Regions from separate parts of the Pelodiscus sinensis genome. Here region 1 is linked to region 2. A link is a contact called in public Hi-C data. All regions are on one chromosome and are shown on one strand. The core of a region is the stretch at or near the end of the contact, and the rest is flanking DNA. Distances in the headings are between cores, read along the strand shown. Region 1 holds the start of INPP5F (inositol polyphosphate-5-phosphatase F). Region 2 holds the start of MCMBP (minichromosome maintenance complex binding protein).

Evidence for each region. A called contact is a pair of places that touch in the nucleus more often than the background predicts.
Region 1: a Hi-C map of blood shows a contact between it and region 2, with 2.3 times the contacts expected there. The contact joins the promoter of INPP5F here to the promoter of MCMBP in region 2. A contact is called at or near these places in 3 of 5 Hi-C or Micro-C datasets (blood, liver and an unstated tissue).

The regions. Positions count from the first base shown.
Region 1 is chr8:58,526,651-58,532,201 of ASM4963464v1, forward strand. It overlaps INPP5F (inositol polyphosphate-5-phosphatase F), which reads right to left and starts at 3,363. Exons shown (of 20, transcript XM_075935359.1): 1 at 3,007-3,363. The coding sequence starts at 3,103. LOC142830445 (a long non-coding RNA gene) reads left to right here and starts at 5,027. Exons shown (of 3, transcript XR_012905685.1): 1 at 5,027-5,551.
Region 2 is chr8:58,398,071-58,403,693 of ASM4963464v1, forward strand. MCMBP (minichromosome maintenance complex binding protein) reads left to right here and starts at 2,752. Exons shown (of 16, transcript XM_075935358.1): 1 at 2,752-2,962; 2 at 4,996-5,081. The coding sequence starts at 2,905. SEC23IP (SEC23 interacting protein) reads right to left here and starts at 2,675. Exons shown (of 19, transcript XM_075935356.1): 1 at 2,446-2,675. The coding sequence starts at 2,596.

The DNA.
Region 1 (5,551 bases), core at 2,113-4,612, 130 kb after region 2:
AGGTTGAACCTCTCTCAACCGTAACTCCCTGGTCCGGCAACATCTGTGGTCCAGCAGAACCATGGATGTTGCTGGACCAAAGAGATCCGGTGGAGGAACAGAGGCAGAAGCCCTGCCTCGGGGGGCCAGGATCCCGGCCAGGCGGATCCAACGAGACCAGGGGCTGAGAGCCCTGTCACGGAGTCCGACTGAGCCTGTGGCAAGGCAGCCACAATGCCAGCAGGCTCCGGGGTAGGGCAGCAGTCTGCTGTGGTGTGGCCAGAAGCGCCAGCAGTGGGATCGCAGGGCTGGTGGAGCCAGAAGCCCTGGCAGTGGTGCCAGTGCCGCCCAGGTAAAGCTGGCTGGGTTGGGAGCCCAGCAGCAATCTGTTCCGGAGGGAGGGGCAGGAGTCCACGCAGTGGGACTGCGGGCTGGTGCAGCTGTTGCAGGGCTGGCAGGTCCAGGATCACTGGTGGCGGGGCAATGGTTTGCCACGGCAAAACTGTTAGCCCCAGCAGCAGTACCGTGGGCTGCCATGGTAGGGCAGCAGGGCTGGTCACACGTGGGAGAGCCCGATAGGAGGCTAGACAAGGAGCAGAGCTGGCCTGAGGGGCCAGTGGAAGGGGGACAGAAATGACCTCCCCTGGTCCAGCAAAATCCCTCCTTTGGGACCAGATGTCCAATCTGTACTTGCTTCAAAAACAGGTGAATTTGATGAGAACATCCACAAAAGTACACAACTGTCTTCTTAGCTCATGACTTTTCTCTTTAGGAGCTAAGTTCATTCAACAAGATACTAGAATAAAAAAAATGTACATCAATCAGGAGAAGGGAGAGGGAATTATTTACCCTACGTAAGAGAGAAAGTGCCAGATAATCAACCTGTATTACAATACTAAAGAATTGTTTATTTTGCATACTGTGTTAGTCACACAAGATGGCCTTCCTCACCTTCCTGACAGTTGAAGACGGAAAGCAATCATACACCAGTCTATTCCAACAGCACACAATTTTTTTTTTTTTTTTTTAAAGAACAGCTATTGGTCACACTTCCAGTTTATTTTACCAAAAAAAAAAAAAAAATCATAGGAGAACAAAGACTGCTTTTAAATTGATTTAGTCTAAGTGACATCTCAACAGATTCATGGATCTCAACTAGGGATGTAATAGCATAGTCGATTAACTGATAAGCAAAAGCTTATAGGTTAATGCTATAGATTACATGCATTTCCCCTCCCCCACCTCACCAATAAATATTTTAGCAGGCTGACCAGCATCCTGTCTCAGTTCTGGCTTGCGATGGGTCTGGGACCTACCCCGCTGCGGCTCTGCATTGAAACTGTTATTAGGAGCTAGGTTGGCAGGCAGCGGAGGCTCAGTTCCAGTTCTCACAGGATCCAGGAGCTCAGACACTTCCTTCCCGTCACAGAAGGGCTGCTGCCACCCCTAGATCAGAGGCAGCAGCCCAAAGTGACAGGCAGCTAGCCTGCAAAAAGAGCTGGTTTTAAACTGGTTCCCCTCACGACAGCTCCCTGACTGATAAGAGGCAGCGGCGCAAAGTGATGGGGCTCCTTGGGAATGGGGCCAGAGCACACTGGCTGCCAGCCCCGCCCATGGGGACTATTGAATAGCCAAGTAATGGATAAGAATTCATGAGGTTATTCGACTATTCAATTAACTGATATTTAACATCCCTAGTCTCAAATGTACGAGACTTTGCCCTGTAGATGATATACAACTCTAGTTCTCTAAAACCATTGTGGAGACTGCTACCTACTCTAATCAACAGCAAAACCTGACTCAAGACAGTTCCTGTCAGCAGCAGAAAGGACTGAGAAATTTACCACTGGAATGAGCTATATCCTTAATGTATAATCCTTTATCGGTACAGGAATAAAAAGATAGGTTTAGAAACAGTCAATGACCACCCAGCGATTTCAGCGTAAGTTACACCATCTAATGATCAGAAGACAAACCCCACACTTCTGGGCAATCAGCAAGGTCTACATGCCCCATATCCAAGACAGCCCTCCCCAATGAGTAAAGGACTGTGTCACCAGCTTCCCTAGTGGTGGCTGGATTCACACTGAGTGCTCCAGCAGCATAATGAGGAAAAGTGACTGTAAATATCAGGTTAAGTTTTGTTAAGGGGGGTTAGTGAGTAGCAAGCCACAACAACACTACTGTGGAAGTGAAAGAAAGAATAAAAACCTCACACTTATGCCTTCCTAGTACCAAAGCCAATGCTAGGCATAAACAGATTAAGGAATGTCTTAGGCCCCTGAGCAGGTCAAGGGGCCTCTCCAGTCACTTTTTAAATGTGTGTTCTGCTGGTCAGAATATTGCTGCTTAGGGCTACCAATGGGCTAGCACCACCTCTGTGTTTATTACTGCCACAAGGTTTTCAAGCATCTCAATCCCACCTTATAAACCCTCCAGCACTCAAAACTACCAGCAGCCTACCTGAATGGGGGTCTCCTGCCGTGCTCCATCACCCGCTCCATCACCCCCTCCCCCCCCATCAACCTGCCTGTCCCCAGGGGGTCAGCTATCCCTCGCAGTCATCACCATCACCTGGCGCGTGCCCAAGTGAGTCTGGCATCCTCAAGCATCCCTCCATCACCCCCACCCACCCCTGCAGCGGCTCCACCCACCTCCCCACCACCCTCACTCTCCACTCCGCCCCCATATTCTTGTCACCCCCATTCGTCCCCCTGCTCCCGCTTTGCCCATCGCCCCCCGCCTGCTGCCCCGGGGAGCTCGCCGCCGCCACACCCCCGCGAGCCCATCCTGCTCCTCCCCACGCTGCGACCCTCCCCCGGGGTCCGCCACATGCCCCAGCCTCATCTCACGCCCCAGCCTGCCCCCGCCGGAGCGGGTCTGCCCGTCGCGCCCTCCCCCTGGCCGCTCCCGCGGCGCGTCCGCCGGTCTCCTCAGGCGCGGAGCGCACCGCACCTCTGTCCCCCCCCCCCTCCGGCTGCGGGAGACGCGCCCCTCCACCCCGCCGGGCAACCGCGCCTGACTCACCGGGGCGCAGCTGCAGGCTGCCGTCCCTCCGGCTGCACCAGAGCGCCCGCTCCCCGCGCTGCAGGATGTAGTGATCCTTGGCTTGGAACAGCTCCATCCTCCGCGGCGCGGCGGCCGGGCTCCGGGCTCCGGCGCCCCGCGCGCCAGACAGCTGGGAGGGGGAGGGGGAGGGGGGCGGGGAAGAGCGCGCGCGCGCAAGCCCTGCCTCGCTGGGTCCCGGCTCCGCAGCCTGGCAGCCGCCGCGTTCCAGCCCGGCCGGGTTCCGGCGCCAGCCGCGGGGCACGTGATTCCCTCCGTCAGCCTCTCACCAGCCTCTTAAAGGGGCCGCGCGGGCTCACCCGGCTGCAGAGACGCCCCCCCCCCCGCCCTCACCGCTCTGTGCGCGCGGCCGGCCGTGCCCCTGCGCCGCCAGCCACGGCCCGGGCCAGCCCCTCCCCCGCCGAGCACCACAGGGCAGCGAGAGCGGGGCCCACCCTCGCAGCTGGGGAGGGGCGGGAGCCCAGCGCAAGCCTACGGGGGGTGGGGGCTGGCTGGACGGACGCCTCCCGCAGCGCGATTGCACGCGCGAAACGCGCCCGTGGCAGATTGTCTGGGCGTGCGGGAAAGCGCCCAGCGACAGCAGCCGCTTGCCCAACACGGAATCGGTGACCTTGAGCTAGAGGTGGAAGCAGGTAGACACAAGCCAGCCCAAACCCAGCCAGGAGCAGCTGTGCAATCAGACTGGATTGACGCAGGGAGGGAGGCTCGGTCTCCTCCAGTATCTGAAATGCGAAAGACTCAAGAGTGTAAGAAAATGTTAGTGGTCAGCAAAGACTTGTAATGAAAAAGCATTGACAAAAAAACCACCTTACAGTGACCTGAGAAATCAGAGACACAGCACAGGTGGCATTGTACTCTGCAGCAACCTGTTACTGAGTCGGGAACGGACTCTCAACAACACATGGGTGCAGAAGCTAAATTCCCCTAAAGGACTGAAGCAAATTTTGGCTTAGATCCACGAAAGTACTTAGGTGCCTAACTTCCATTTATGTCATTTATTAATTGATTTTGATGTGAGTTAGGTGCCTAAATACCTCTGAGGATCTGGGCTATTATGTCTGTTTTTGATAGGCAGAGGGTTATCTCTGTTTTTTATAGCTTGGCACCACTAACATAGAAGCAGCTTGAGTGCCAATAAAATATTGTTATGAGTTAGGTGAAACTTGGGGATGTGCGGAGTTAAAACCGCATTGAGCTTGATGGTGGGAATGCATCCCTCAATGAACAGAGCTGTAAGAATAAATTCATCACAACCGCCTATACAAGATAAAGAGATTAAGTAAACATGGCCAGGAGGTTTTGGGCTATGTGAGTTGTTTGTTTGTTTCCTCTGAGTTTTGTGAATAATATTTTGAGTTAGAAAAAGAAGGTAGAACAGATAATTAGCTAGACACACAGAAATAGCTTGAAAATTCCAAGTAAAAACCTGTAAGCAAGGTGTGACTCTCAGATAAAGCTAGAGAGAGGTTCTGGGTTGGAGCTGGCTGAAAAGAAGCTTGGGCCTATGCACTAAGAAATTACTCCTTTTACCTCAATTTCTCCTGCATTCAGAGAAAGAGCATTTTGTACATTTCTTGCTGTACAAAAATTAAAAGGAAAATAAGGGGGAAAACCAGATTCTATCATTTTCTTCTCCCAACTGGAAAATTTCCATATCCTGACTTTTGACTAGATACTGAAGTCAAAAATAGGTAATGCTAGTATTTGAATAGAGTGACTGTAAGCTGGCATTCCTGTTTAACCAAGCTGGAACTGTGAAAGTGAAAGACTGTAGCAGGTGAAAAAGTTTACCCCTTTAAGGGTTAGGCTGGAGCCTGCAACCTGCAGGCTAGCTATAATCAAGCAGAATGCTCTCCAGCTGAACAGGAAATAGAGTGGCAAGGAGGTCAGGTAGATTGCAGAAGGGTAAGATAGTTGTTAGATATCAGTGAACCTACTGAGTCAGAAACATGGGTGTGGACTATAAAATTGAGAGGTTGGTCTAAGATCTTGATGAACTGTTTGTTACAATGATTCCTGACTTGAAGTGTAATTGTAAAAGGGTTTATAGTATTGTGTGAATGTGCATTGGTGTCTCCTTGCTCTAGATGGTTAATGTGAATCTGTTGCTGTTCCATTCAATTGGGGGAAATTAGGGTGAAGGTACACCTGTATTATTACCCTGGGCTACTAGGAATGTGTGGTGACTGCATACATCTTTTAGGAACAAGTAATGAGATCTGCTTGTAGTTCCAAAAGGAACTAAAACAACATTTAGAGGTTTCCCAGAAAGCTCTAACAATTTAACTTGCAGCGAGAAGTCAAATCTCTGTTAGAGCAACAATTACGAAGTATTTGAATAGGTTGGGGAAACTCAACTGCAAAAATCTTGGTTGGAATAGTAAAGTGGATATATGAGGTGACCAACAATATGATTGCTGGAATATAGAAGTTAGTCCATGAAAGATTGAAGGCTAAACAAGTGTTAGTCAACTTAGAACTTGCCAAAAGAGAAACTGCAGCAAGG
Region 2 (5,623 bases), core at 1,502-4,001:
ACAGGCAGTCCCCGGGTTACGTACAAGATAGGGACTATAGGTTTGTTCTTAAGTTGAATTTCTATGTAAGTCGGAACTGGCTCCAGATTCAGCCGCTGCTGCTGAAACTGACCAGAGGCTGACTACAGAAATCTGGAGGCAGAATTGCTCTGTCCCCAGCTTCCTGGAATCAGCCACTGATCAGTTTCAACAGCGGCTGAATCTCGAGCCTGGGACAGAACAGCTGGGCTGCCAGGTAGGTCCCTGCAGGACCAACCCGGCACCACCCCAGCTGCTCTACCTCAGGGTCCACAACAAAAGCCTGGTCTGCTGGGGGGGGGGGACACTAGCTGCGCCCCCCTCCCAGCAGACCAGGAACACAGCGAGCAAAGCTGCAGCGGCGGCGGGGTGCCGCACCTCTGAGGCTTTGCTCTGGCTTTGCTCCGGGTGTCCCTAGTCTGCTAGAGACGGTCCCCAGCAGACCAGGGGCACCCGGAGCAGCTTTTCTCGCCCCGGAGGTCGAGGTGGCGGGACCGCTGCGCTCTGGGCGGTCCCGCTGCCTGCGAGCTCCGGGGCGAGAAAGCCCAGTTCGTAAGTGCGGATCTGACGTAAGTCGGATCCACGTAACTCGGGGACTGCCTGTATACACTGTTGGTCTCTAAGGTGCCACAGGACTACTTATTCTTTTAAAAATTACAGACTAACATGTCAACCTCTCTGATAATTTTATACACTACTGAAGTTATTTGAATGCAAGTTTTAAAAAAAATCAAATAAATGATAACTTAATTGTACATATATTTGTCTGGGAATACTGCTAATAATATATGACTCTTGTGCAGTTAAGTTTTTGAGGAAATTAAGCTGCACATGCTGAGTGTGTTATTTTACTGGTGTTTAGCTTATTTCTCAACTGATTAAACTCACACTTGTGGAGAAAATGAAGATATGGGACAACTGCATGAGGACTATTTATTGCGCCAAGCTGGAACTTTTAAAGTAAAAACATTAGCTATTCTTGAGCATGAAAGTACCCAAATAATTTGTAATAGCTGAAACAAACACTATTATTTCTCAAGTAGGTAACTGAAAAAGGGGCAAAAATGTTTTTTCCCCCTCAGTTCCCTCCCAAAGCTACAGCAAAATTACACACACTTCATGGATGAGTCCATTTCAGCCCAAAGATAACTTTCCCCTACTGTTGTTTAAGAAATTGACAAAAGAGGTTTGAAATGAAAGCTAGCTCTGTTATACCAATTAGAAAAGCCCACTATAAGAAGGAGATTCAAGTCAAACTGCAACTCAGTTCACACCAATGAAAGTTTTCTTTGAGCCGGTATGAAATACAGTGATTGAAACCTACATTCTTGCTGCTCCTCAGGCAAAAGTAGGGGACACAGTTCCAGGAAGAGGGGAACGAATAGGACATACAGTTCTAAGAACTAACACCAGAGAGAAGCTTGAAGCACAAAAGGAGAAATGTTGTCTCCGCTCTGACCACATATGAACCAGTGAAATTTACCCTCAGTTCAAGATCATCCAGCAAGGCTTCCAGATTAGAATTGATGTAATCAGTGGGAGACCCCTTCAATCAAGCTACACACTTGGTATTTAATTTTTGCTCCTGGTACTAATCACAGCAAACGAAGTAAGCACATATCTCAAAGAAAAGTTCATCAAACGAAAGATCTAGAGGAAAAACTTATTTTTAGGTGGCAGCTTGTCCACAGAGGTTTTATTCATGGCACAGAAGTCACACCTGTGTGTCAGCACAGAATGCTGCAGATCATAACTGTTGAAACGGGGAAAGGCAACTGTACAAACACGCCACCAGGCAACAAATAAAGGGAGCTGAACGGTCACCTCCCCACTCTGAGTCTATCAAGCCCCATGCAACATTCCACCCCCCCCATACCATTTCTCCCACGAGGCCCCATTTTATAGACCCTTCCTTCCCACTACCCCAACACTGAGTCCCCTTCATCAGGGCCCCTCGTCTCTTCTCTGCTTCTTCTAGCACTGTGTCCCCCCCTACCAGGACTCCCATCTCATCCCCCTCCCCTATTAATCCCCGACACCGTTCCCTCACCACCCCAACGTGCACCAATGCCTCCCCCATCTCCTCCTTCTCCCCCCACCGCCTCAACACCATTTCTCCTACAAAGGCCCCATCTCATCCCTCTGCCCCTCAGACACACCCTACCCCATGTCCCCCACACCACGGCCTTTATCTCATGTCTCCCCCCCCCCAAGACACCCACGACACCATGCCCCCCATCACATCCCTCCCCCCCCCCCGACACCTCCCCAACACCGTGTCCCCCGCCCCAGGACCCTCATGCTCCCACCACCCCAGCTACCCCCTCAGCTCTTCCCCAACAATCCCTCATCACTCCCCTCCCCCCAATTCGCGCCCCCCCCCCAGTATCCCCGGCCAGCCGCCCCCAGGAGCTCAGCCCCGCATACCTGTGCCGAGGAGAGCGGGCCCCGGGGGCGCGGCGGGCGCCTGGCTGACCGGGATGAAGGGCACAGTGAAGTTGAACTCGGTAGCGGAGGAGGAGAAGAGCAGGTTGGTGCCGCCGACGGAACCGGCCCCGGGCCCTTTCGTGGCGGCCATAGCTGTGGCTCTTCCACGTCTCCTCCCCAGCCCTGAGGAGCAGCCAGCCCGGCCCCTTCCGCCCTCAGCGCTGCCCGGCTCCAAGATGGCGGCGGCGCAGCCCACCCGCCCCTTCACGCCGCAGCGTCAGGGTGAGAGGGGAGGGGCCGCGCCGGCCGCCGCGGGAGGGAGGCCGCCTCAGCCGGAAGTTCGGGACCCAGCTCGGGGAGCTCGCGGGAGGGCGGGCGCGTGGCGACGGTGGGGCGCAGGGCCCGATCTGCGGGAGCGGCAGGCTCGGCCAGTCCCGGCTCCCGCCCAACGCCCGCAAGATGCCGTGTGTGGCCGACTGGCTGAACAGCCCCCTCAGCATCGTGCAGGGCATCTTCGGTGAGCGCGGGGCTGTGGCTGGCGGGGAGCAGCCCTGTGGGAAGGCGGCGCGGGGCCGGGAGCTGGATAATGGGGCGCCCGGGGCGGGGAGGGGAGTCAGCGGGCGGGCGAGCGCCGGGCCCTGCGGGTGCCCATGGCCACGCTCGGGAGCGCGGCGGTGGGTGGCTGGGAGCCGGGGCTGAGGCAGAAGTGGCCGCGGTGGGGCGGTTGTGGCGGCTTGGCGGGGCTCGGTTGGCGCGTGGAAGGAGTCGAGTAACAGCCCGCGCAGGGCGGGGGGCCAAGCCCGCTGCTGCGTCGGGTGCTCCTGGGGCAGGACCGGAGCCTGGAAGCGATCCTTACCCCGCGGTGCGGAGCGCCGTGCTGGGGGCTGATTTGTGCCTTGAAATAGCCAGAAACAGAAGTTGGGGGGGCTACAAGTGCTGGACATGTGGGGGCGGGAGTTGCTGCCTGTAGCTAACCGGGCTGTCAGGCAGCCGAGACATAAATTTCTAAAAAGTCTCGAAACACCGCAAAATTATTCTCTCTCAAAATCTCTTAAATAATACTTTAGTGAAGACGTCTCCTTCCTGATGAGAGACCTGACAGGGCAAGACATGCACATTCGCTGGTGCCCAGGGTGTGAATACACAGTTACTTACAATAGTCTATTCCTTTTGCATTAGTAATTCCACTTTGCAACAATATCTCCTCTTTCCAAAAGTGTCAATTTTTCCCCTGAAAAATATGCGTTCAGAATGCAGTTTCTTCCTGTTTACAAGTCTTGAAAGATTATAGTGTTGGGGAAAGAAAGCATTGCAAGAGTAAGACAAGTCGTTCATGGGTGATGTTAAAAAGTGATGACTAAAGTTCCTGAATTTGAATCTGTTGAATCACTCTGCAAACTCTCCCATGAGCTCAAATAGAAAGAAGGTTGAAAGACTCCTTCACCATACAGAAAAATAGGACTCACTATGCAAAAAAACTTTGCTGAGGAAGCAACTCAGGAAGTCATTGAACACTAGCTTCAGGAGGTAGCCGAGTTAGTCTGTTAGAGAAAAAAACAACAAATGGTCTGGTAGCACTTTATAGACTAACAAAACATGTAGATGGTATCATGAGCTTTCGTGGGCACAACCCACTTCTTCAGATGACCACTAGGAGATTTTTAAAGTGTGTACCAAGATGAGGAGTGAAGGCAGCTAGATTCCCCTGTATCTGCAGCTAAAAAAAATAGAGGCAGCTGAGATGGATTAGAAAGGATGTAATTTCAAGGACTTCCTATTGAAACACAGGTACATCATGTATAATTTGGGCTCCTGTCTACATTGGACTGAAACTTAAGAAGCTATACTTTTAATTCTGTCCTTGCTAAGGAGGTATATGTAACAGTTTGGTGAGCTAGTATGGACAGAACCATAGCATGTTAGATGTTTCTAAAACATGTTTTTGTCTAGATTTATAAACATTGTAATGAATTCTAATACCAGCCCATTAGTATTTGAAACTGCTTTTAAAAAAAAAATTCAGCTCTGTTTGATGCCCAGCACTCTAATGACCTTAAACTTAAGTTATATCTCCCTTGTAGTGATGGGTATATTGTTCTCAACTACCAATAATACTATTGAAGAACATGCCAAAAAAAGTTCTTAATTTTAACCAAAACATAATGCATAGTTTCTTAATTACTGGAATAGGAGCTTGTGCAGAAATAACACTTACAAAAGGTTACATAATTCACGTGATAAAGAAAAGTAACACATAATCAGTCCCCGATATTCCTTGCAGTCTTCAGTGTTTTTTAAATCTCTGGCGTCTGAGCTTTCCCTCCCCCCCCCCCCCCCACCTATGCAGTGGATATATTTGCCTTTTATCTCTGTTAAGGTTCTTACAGAAAGATAAGAAAATACAAATGGTATCAAGGCTGTTATAATATGCATGTTGTGTAGGAGTAAAGTCCTCTTAAAATTCAGTTCACATCAGCAGATTGCCTATCAGGCTGAATAAAAGTTGAATGTACTGTACTATTGCCATTCTTAATGCAGTTTGTTTTCTAGCTCAAAATGGTCCAAGTCCTGACTGGGAGAAGAAAGTGACCGAATACTTTAGAGAGAAGCTAAAAGAAAATAATGCAGCTAACTGGGTAAAATTGGTTAAATTGTTTGGAGTTTTTTCCATTCTTCCAACTCCTGCCTTCTTGCTTCTCTGTTATAGCGGCAAGTTTCTTCTAAAGAAATCTGTGTGTGGAACTTGCTCGTACTTATCTGAAAGGGACACTGTTGAGATTCTAAGCCCAAAATTTGGTTTATCTTACAGATATTTAAATGTGAAAACCTAACTAAAGTAAAACATATAAGGGTCTGATCCAAAGTGTATTGAAATTAATGAAAGTGACTTCAGTGCACTTTGAATCAGTACCTAAACTGCTGAATGCCAACTAAATGTGCTCCATTAGATGGCAGTAGCTGACAAATATTATTCTCTATTGCGTTTGTATAGGCATAAAAACCTGCTCTGACTTGTAAATTGGAGATAGATTTTTGTACTGCAAATGTTTATGGTTGCCTGCAACATTAGTATCTCATCATGATCTATTATTGCAATACTTGACATTTCAACTGATTGGAGAGCTAGCTGTTATAACTACTGCCTTTCAGTTTGGTGGTGGAAGAAAACAATTCACAC